2 separate regions of the Zea mays genome follow, and region 2 is linked to region 1. A link is a contact called in public Hi-C data. All regions are on one chromosome and are shown on one strand. The core of a region is the stretch at or near the end of the contact, and the rest is flanking DNA. Distances in the headings are between cores, read along the strand shown. Region 1 holds the start of LOC103627610 (9-cis-epoxycarotenoid dioxygenase NCED1, chloroplastic). Region 2 holds the start of LOC100282041 (cation cation antiporter).

Evidence for each region. Hi-C and Micro-C count contacts between places; a contact is called where the count stands out from the background.
Region 2: a Hi-C map of leaf shows a contact between it and region 1, with 2.5 times the contacts expected there. The contact joins the promoter of LOC100282041 here to the promoter of LOC103627610 in region 1. A contact is called at or near these places in 3 of 25 Hi-C or Micro-C datasets (leaf and tassel).

What each region holds. Positions count from the first base shown.
Region 1 is chr5:208,807,078-208,811,363 of Zm-B73-REFERENCE-NAM-5.0, reverse strand. LOC103627610 (9-cis-epoxycarotenoid dioxygenase NCED1, chloroplastic) reads left to right here and starts at 2,392. Exons shown (of 1, transcript XM_008647905.4): 1 at 2,392-4,286. The coding sequence starts at 2,409.
Region 2 is chr5:208,955,144-208,959,429 of Zm-B73-REFERENCE-NAM-5.0, reverse strand. It overlaps LOC100282041 (cation cation antiporter), which reads right to left and starts at 1,927. Exons shown (of 8, transcript NM_001154954.1): 1 at 1,478-1,927; 2 at 1,152-1,249; 3 at 910-977; 4 at 1-6. The coding sequence starts at 1,235.

The DNA of each region.
Region 1 (4,286 bases), core at 1,143-3,642:
TATTCAACTTCTCAAAATGCATGAGGAACCAAACGCCACCTAAAACCTGCAGATTATTGTGAACAAGGCATGCAGCAACGAGGATTTTTTTTTTTACTCGCAAACGAGCGGTGCTCATGGAGCGCAGGTGACCCATGTCGCCCTATCCACCAACCGGTTACAGATATTGCCGCGTATCGCCGTCGCCGCCGTCGCTGTCTCATCAACCGCACTGCCCTCTGGCCGTGAAGACGAGACGGCATTACATCCAGTTCGCTCGCTGATTTTTATTGTATAGTGATTAACCGACAGCCCTTTGCATATGTGCGCGTAAATGGCAGATCTGAATCGCGTCTTCTTGGATTGAGTGCAGTGGAACACTGGAATTGTGGAAAAAAGGGGGATCGGTGCATGGGGTCTCGTAAATCTGACGGGATGGAGAAGACAAGTGGAGGCGACGGCGACGGCGACGGCGACTCCCGGCCGTGATCCTCTGCTCTCCACCCGTCGCGTCTCCGTCGCAATCACGCCATACATGTGGTTCTCCGGTTTGCGACAGAGATACTCTGTTGCGTTTTTGCGTACCATCATACTACAACCTTTTTTTTTTTGATACGGGAGGGAGCAGCAGAGGATGCTACGTGTTGGAGTGAAAGCAAAGTTTGGTTTAGGCTATCCGCAATCGTTACCCCTAAATTTTTCTCCCTATATCACTTTTTCCCCTAGTTTTCCCTCTATTCTTTCATCTCCCGCAACGGTTCCCCCTAAATACTCCCCCTATATCTCACTACCACTATAAAATATCATTTTCTATACCAACTATTAATTTTTTATCTACTAACAATTACTCGTGGACCCACAACACAGTGTCGTAGGGGGTGAATAGTGAAACGCTAGATTGAGGGAGAGAGAAGAGGTCCGCTTGAAAGAGTGGCTTATAGGGGGCACTGTTGCGCGGTCAAGGGACCTCTACGAAGGGGAGAGGGCTGCTTAGCGCTGTGCGCTGCAGACAGCCTTAGAGTCGACATGGACAGCGGGCCCCAAAATCCACGTCCAAAATGAATGCTGATGTATGACTGGAAATCCACCCAGGTGCACATGTGCTGCTTTTCCCATTAGAAGGCCAGGATATGACAGTTAAGACCTCTTTGTTTGTGACTAATTATGTCTCACTTTGTCTAAGATTAATCGTTCGAATCGAATAAATAATATTAAACAGGAAACTTAATCAAAACGTGCCAAATTAGGTAGCAAACCAAACAAGCCTGGATTTTATTTTAAAATATAAGATTCTACCACCAAAAGCATACTTCAACAGGGACTATATTTTACTAAAATTCATCAAATCATTATATGGCTTGGCCTCTCGAGTACTAAATATAGTACCCATCTACCGAAGCTCTATCCTCGTTTGTATACTATTTCTATTTTTTTTATTTCCTAAATAACATGATTTATTTACTAATAATGATATATGCCTCAATTGTTGTAGCTGCAAATGTTTTTTGGCCCTAAACTCTTTAAATCAAATCTTATTTCAATTTTGAGGACTCAAATATAGAACTTATTTTAGAGATGCTCTCAAACCTTGGTAAATCAACAAGAGGAATGTACCTAAGTTTCTGTTCGTGTCATTTTGTTTATGGAAATAGCCGAAGTTGGGGCTATATGCCTATATCATTGTTACAAAGAATAATTGTCCTGCCATAGAGAATATAAATGATACTGTACTAATTAGGGACGGAATGAAACATTTAGATCGTTGGCCAAATGTTTCATTCACGATTTGTTTGATCGCTTAATTAACTTTAGTTCAAGTGACGATTATTGCATACATTTTATACTGATTATATAGATGCAATCTGTAACTTTCAGTTCCAAAAAAAATCATATGAAACAAAATTATGACCCAAGAAATTTTGATTTGTGTTGGTACAAAGACAATTGTTATGGAAGAAAGATAAATCATAGATTATAAATTAAATATGACAGACAGATAAATCATAGGTTCTAAAATCAACAATTTAATTATAACAACCTAAAATTATTAAAAACCAGGCACATAAATATATAGAAGTGTAAAACAAAACACACATGTGTGTAACTTTAAATATACTATCCAGATGTCCGTGCATTGGGTTTCTATATATTATACAGGTAAACTTTATTTTATTAAAACACAAACATATTTGTTAGGTAGGTCGAATGAGAAGCCAACAACTAAGGTGTGAATTTCTATTTATACATAATTTTGATTTATTTTTGTATAAAGCAGGAAGGGCAAGGGTGACTGTAGAACCGTGTGGAAACTGATGTTTTTTACACTAGAGCTTTTGATTTGTTTGCTTTAATTTTTTTTTCCTTTACACATGCCTTTTTCAACATATAAAATGTAGCACTCCAAAATGTCTCCGAGTCCCAAAATATATATGCGCTTTCTGCAGCGTATTTTCACGACAAGGATGAACCACAATATCTATCTATCTATGAATAGTATCTTCCACTTCCTAGATCCTCAGGTGCTAAGGCTATATATAGTCACATATATATGCCACATCAGAAGCGCTTCTTTCTATCACACAAATTTGGTGAGCAGATTCATCCAAGTCTATACACATCGATCTACAACAAGTTGCAGAATGGAAAGAACACTGATCACTTCTAACCTCTCCATGAGTGCACATGCTTCAAGATCGTCCCGGAGGGTTCACTACATCTCTCCTGCGGCCTCTGCTGCTGCACACAACTCCAGCTACAGGAAGAAGAAGAAGAACGCCCCGTCTCCGCCGCCGTCGGCCGCCGCAACTGACACCGTTGTCATCTCCCCTCCTGCCACTGACAATGTTCAGTCCACTGCTCCGAAGCAGGCCGGCCGACAGGAGCTTGAAGAGCTCGTGGCCGCCAAGACTAACACTTCAAGAATTGCTACTGCAAGAACAAGTGCGTCGAGCCAGTCTCGGGCTAAGCTTCGCCGCCGGCCTGCCCCGGCAATCACGTCCCTGCCGATGGCGTTCTGCAGCGCGTTGGAGGAGGCGATCAACACGTTCGTCGACCCGCCGGTGCTGCGACCGTCCGTGGACCCGCGGAACGTGCTGTCGACCAACTTCGCGCCAGTGGACGAGCTGCCGCCGACGCCCTGCCCCGTCGTGCGCGGCGCAATCCCGCGCTGCCTCGCCGGAGGGGCCTACATCCGGAACGGGCCCAACCCCCAGCACCTCCCGCGTGGGCCGCACCACCTCTTCGACGGCGACGGCATGCTGCACTCGCTCCTCCTCCCGACGGCGGAGTCGCCGTCGTCGGACCCCGTCCTGTGCTCGCGCTACGTGCAGACGTACAAGTACCTCGTGGAGCGCGACGCAGGAGCGCCGGTCATGCCGAACGTCTTCTCCGGATTCCACGGCGTGGCTGGGCTGGCGCGCGGCGCCGTCGTGGCGGCCAGAGTACTCACTGGGCAGATGAACCCAGCCGAGGGCGTGGGGCTCGCTAACACCAGCCTCGTCTTCTTCGGCGGCCGCCTCTACGCGCTTGGCGAGTCGGATCTCCCGTACACCGTGCGTGTCGACCCGGCCACCGGCGAGGTGACCACGCACGGCCGGTGCGACTTCGGCGGCCGTCTCTTCATGGGCATGACCGCTCACCCGAAGAAAGACCCCGTCACTGGCGAGGTCTTCGCGTTCCGGTACGGCCCCGTGCCGCCGTTCGTCACCTACTTCCGGTTCGACCGGGCCGGGAACAAGGGCCCTGACGTGCCCATATTCTCAGTGCGGCAGCCGTCGTTCCTGCATGACTTCGCCGTCACGGAGAGGTACGCTATCTTCCCGGAGATACAGATCGTCATGCAGCCCATGGGCATGGTGACGGGCGGCGCGCCCGTTGGGTCTGACGCCGGCAAGGTACCCCGGCTCGGCGTGCTCCCCAAGTACGCCACGGACGAGTCGGAGATGCGGTGGTTCGAGGTGCCGGGGTTCAACATAATGCACTCGCTGAACGCGTGGGAGGAGGCCGACGGCGAGGAGCTAGTGCTGGTGGCGCCCAACGTCCTGTCCCTGGAGCACGCGCTGGAGCGCATGGAGCTCGTGCACTCCTGTGTCGAGAAGGTGCGCATCAACCTGCGCACGGGTGCCGTGTCGCGCACCCCTCTCTCGGCAGAGAACCTCGACTTCGGCGTAATCCATCCGGGATACCTTGGCCGGCGCAACCGGTACGGGTACCTCGGCATCGGCGACCCCATGCCGAAGATCGCCGGGGTGGCCAAGCTGGACTTGGACCGCGCCGGCACGGGCGACTGCACGGTGGCGCGGCGCGTC
Region 2 (4,286 bases), core at 678-3,177, 150 kb before region 1:
GAAATGCTGAAAAGGTAACAAATTCATCAGAAGCATGCTCTTCTGATCATGCAAAAAAATGTAATAAGCAGCAGTTCGAAACTTTAACTGAGATAAATGATTGCTTTGCTACACCAATTACTAAGACCACTGGACTAGGTATAGGATTGTTCATAAAACAAGGCCAAGCGGCCAAACAATAGCCCAGAAACAAATATTATCAGAATGGAGGCCATCAAAGAAAAGATTGCAGGAACTTATAAGTACAATTTTTTTATATAAGGGTTTGAGATGCAGTACAGAAAGAGTACCCTGACTTCAGGAACAGAATTTTAGTGAACCTGAAAGAGAAATCACGCATTTATCAAGTGTAGACCCATGGGCCATGGCACCTTTCATGGCAGAAGAATGATTTTTCTGGAGGATAGGTTCGTGGAGCACTTAAAGCCCTAGATCCTCATTCTTATCATTTTGGGAGCATTTTGTCACTCTTCAGAATGTTAAGTCATAAAGACCTAACAAAATATTAAAACCCAATGCCAGTATCAGACAAATCGAAATAGCAGCAAAATGCAAAAGGCTTATCAGAATGTACTCTTAACTGGCAACTAATACTCCCTGCACAGGTTTCAGGATTTTACATTGATGCAAAATGCATAAAAGTGGATTATGTATTAATAGTGTCCTGTTTTTGTTTGCCAAAAATTGGATAGTGATACTGATTCATGATCAAGATCAGTTTCAAGATTTATGTATAATAGTTTCCTGTTTTTGTTTGCCGCTGCCGTATAGAAGATTATTTTCCTTTTTCGTTCAAACAAGGGAACCTTAAGAAACATTTGGTGGAGCACAAATAACCACCACATGACTAATCTGTATATCAGTATCCCCCAAAAAAACTCGGATGCTATGCCATTGCTGAGGATGCACCTTGATATCCCTTCTGGTGTTGTCTCAGCTCCTAGCTGCTCCAACAGCTCCCGCGCTGTGGTTACATACTGCACTTGAATAGACATCATATGTTAATACTAAAACAGAACAGTCTGAGATTGTTCTCAATCTCTAATAAGAAACAGAATGAGGCTGCACTACTTCCTCCTTTTCCTTCAAATCAATTACACAGGATGAAAACCAAACTATCTAAGATATTAATATTAGCTACTCTTACATACATAGACAAGTTTAGCCTGATTTTGCTGCCGTGGAGCAGCCTCCAACAGCCTTATAAGGTTCACTTCCACCTTATTGAGCCTCATGTTGATGTAGCGAGCTTGACGAGGAGCATTGCGTGTTCACAGGCGGATTAAGTAAAGTTAGTTCATGGGTGTACAAATGTATAGCCAATAAAGTTTGGAAGAAAAAAAAACGAAGTTAGGGCTGATTTGGTGTATAGCAAATAGCAAGGGGATTACTCCCCATGGATCACCCTGTCCACCAAATCAGTCCCGTAGTAAAAACACATGTATACATTTGCCAAAAATACAAATGTATACATTACCGTAGTAATTATATCAGATCTGGAATTCTGGATACGAATAGCCAAACAGTAGGGTTCGCGCAAGAGCGGACCCAGTACAGGTACTGGCAGATCCAGGGTTCCAAAAGGCTGCACTAAGCGCACGCTTCAGCGCTAAGCGGGTAACGCTTCAGTTTGGGGCATAAGCGTTCCCAAAGCGGCGCGACCGCCTTGGTGGAGCAGCGGCCGCTGGCGCAGGGCGCAGTCGACGGTCCAGCGGAGGCGGAAGGGAAGCGGGAGGCGCGCACGCAGAGTCGCCGGCAGCCAGCAGGTGTGCGGAGGACCGGAGGCGAAGGCGCGAGGCGACTGGCAGGAGGGGGAGCCGCTGACGACGACGCCGAACCTGGGACTGCCCGTCTGGCGTCTGCCCCTCCGTCGCTGAGAGCCGCCTGCGTGTGCCGAGCACGATTTTTTTTTTTTTTGGTACGAGAGATTTTAATTTTTGCCATTACAAAAAATAAAAATAGTCTTCGCAAAATTGTTTCATAGGCTGTAGGCTCAGAAACGACGTACACTGCTCGGTGCGCCTGGATACAGATGTCTGATTCCCACCTATTGAATTGAATTCCAATCGATTAATTGTAATTTTAGTACATATCAATTAAATTTAATATAAAGCTATTTCCAACCATTTTCCTCCCAACTCCATTAAACTAATATAAAGCTATTTCCAACCATTTTCCTCCCAACTCCAACTATTCGTAATTTCTATTCATATTTAAATACATCCTCAACTATTTTTCTACTTATTTCTCCTTCTCTGCAACCATTTCCCCTATTCAGTTTCATCTTTACTCTTTAACTGAAATATTTGTCTTTTATATATTAATTTTCAAAGTTTTAAAAATATTACCATATTTGTAGTACCGTAATATATATTATTATCAAATTGTTAATATGTAAACTGGTTCATTTTGTAACTAAACATAATAATTAACGGATGTGGAGATTAGAGCTCCCCATCAACAAAGGGAAGATCTTCTCTCTCCACCCGCGGAGGGCTCCCGAGGGGGCGTCGTTGAAGCCGGTCGGCCGGGGAGCACAGCTCCACCCCGGAGCCGACAAAGGGAGGGTCAGTGGACTATTGGAGCCCCATTAGGACTGGACCGCAGTCTAATTGGTTAGTTCACCAGGTGTGCGAGCGACCAGATTTGATCCCATGATCGACACCCCATGCCTTACTTTGGGTTTTTTTCCCGATAGTGTTTACACACACGTGCACGTTTAGTGGTTCTACATGTTTTCCATGCACTAGGAGTTTAGGCCTCCCAATCTCTTTCTAATGTGTGTATTGGACCCTCGCTAATATGTATGGTTGTGGTGTGGCGAGTGTCCGTGGCGTCGTTGTACCCTATCAAAAAAATAAGCTAATATGATAGTGTGTGATATATTTGCATATTGTTGTTACCTATATGGCTATATGTGGGAGATATATAAGTGCTACATTTTTACAATAGTGAAGTGTCGTGGTTTCGAAAACCGGGGGACAATAAGATTTGTGTTCGACAGGGGTGCTAACGCGGACTCACTCTGAATGGTGAGCCACGGGGGGCTCGAAGGTGGATCTGAGATAGGGGTTATACTGGTTCAGACTTACGCCCTAGTCCAGTATAGTATTGATCGAATGATCGTAGTATTGCTTGATGCATCTTACAGTTGAGTGCTTGTGTGTAGAAGATGGGGTTGTCTTGCCCTTTTATAGCTCAAGGGTAGATTTTACAATTAGGGTCGACCTCCTGCTTATGGGCGGTGTTGCTCCTACGATGTCATCTGCTGGGTCATGCGCCGTCGTACACCTAGTATGGCGATGCGTCTTGTTCGTTCGCCATACGAGTTCATGTAGCTATTCTGTTGCAAACGTAGTGGTGCCTGGTGGGTCCCGCAGAGTCGACCTACGGTGAGGTTTAGGGACGTCTTTAGTACAACTTCATCTTTCGTCATCCCCTCTGCGTCACTTTCCAGCATGCGTAGATATACGCATGGTACGACGTATTGCCCCAACCCTTCTGGTGTGTGGGTCACCGTAGAGACCTCGATACTGAGGTCCCCGCGACTGGGTTTAACTGGTCTCACCGGTCAGCGGAGATACTCCCCATAACGTATTCGACGTCGTGCTTGACAAAGGTCCTTCGGTATTGCTCCCATATTTTAGACATGGCTTGGTAATGATTTGTCTCATCGTGTCGACGTGGCTTAATAATACTAGGTTGGCTCTTCCCTCCTATAGATGTGCTCGCGAGAAGGTCGGTTGTCGTCTTACTGTGTTGCTCGGCAGTCAGGTTGATCGGCAGCCCTGCCTTGCTGAGTTGCTCGGCAGTGTTGCTCGACGAGCGGGTTGGTCGACAATCCCGTCTCACCGGGTTTCTTAACGGACGAGTTGGTCGACAGTCACGCCTCGCCGGGTTGCTCAGCGGGCGTGTTGGTTATTTAGTGGATCGTCTTTTGAGAGGCCTTTTGGGCTTTCTTCGAACACCCAGTTCCTAGTTACCGACAAGAAGCGAGAGGAAGAACATTTTACTCGAAAGTAGAAATATAACATAGAGGTATATAAAATCAATTCTCCCGTATAGGCTTATATTTGAACTTTATAAAGTGATGAAATGTCAAATTTAAAACAAACTCTCAATTTACAATCTATTTGGATTTTGTTATCAAGTTTGATCGGGTTATCTTATTAAAAAATTTAAAAATTAAAGTCACACTATGCTAAACTATATCACAGGAACCGCATAGAGTAAAATGAAGTTGTATCTTGCATCAGCATACACAATAAAGACAGCCCCATAACTTT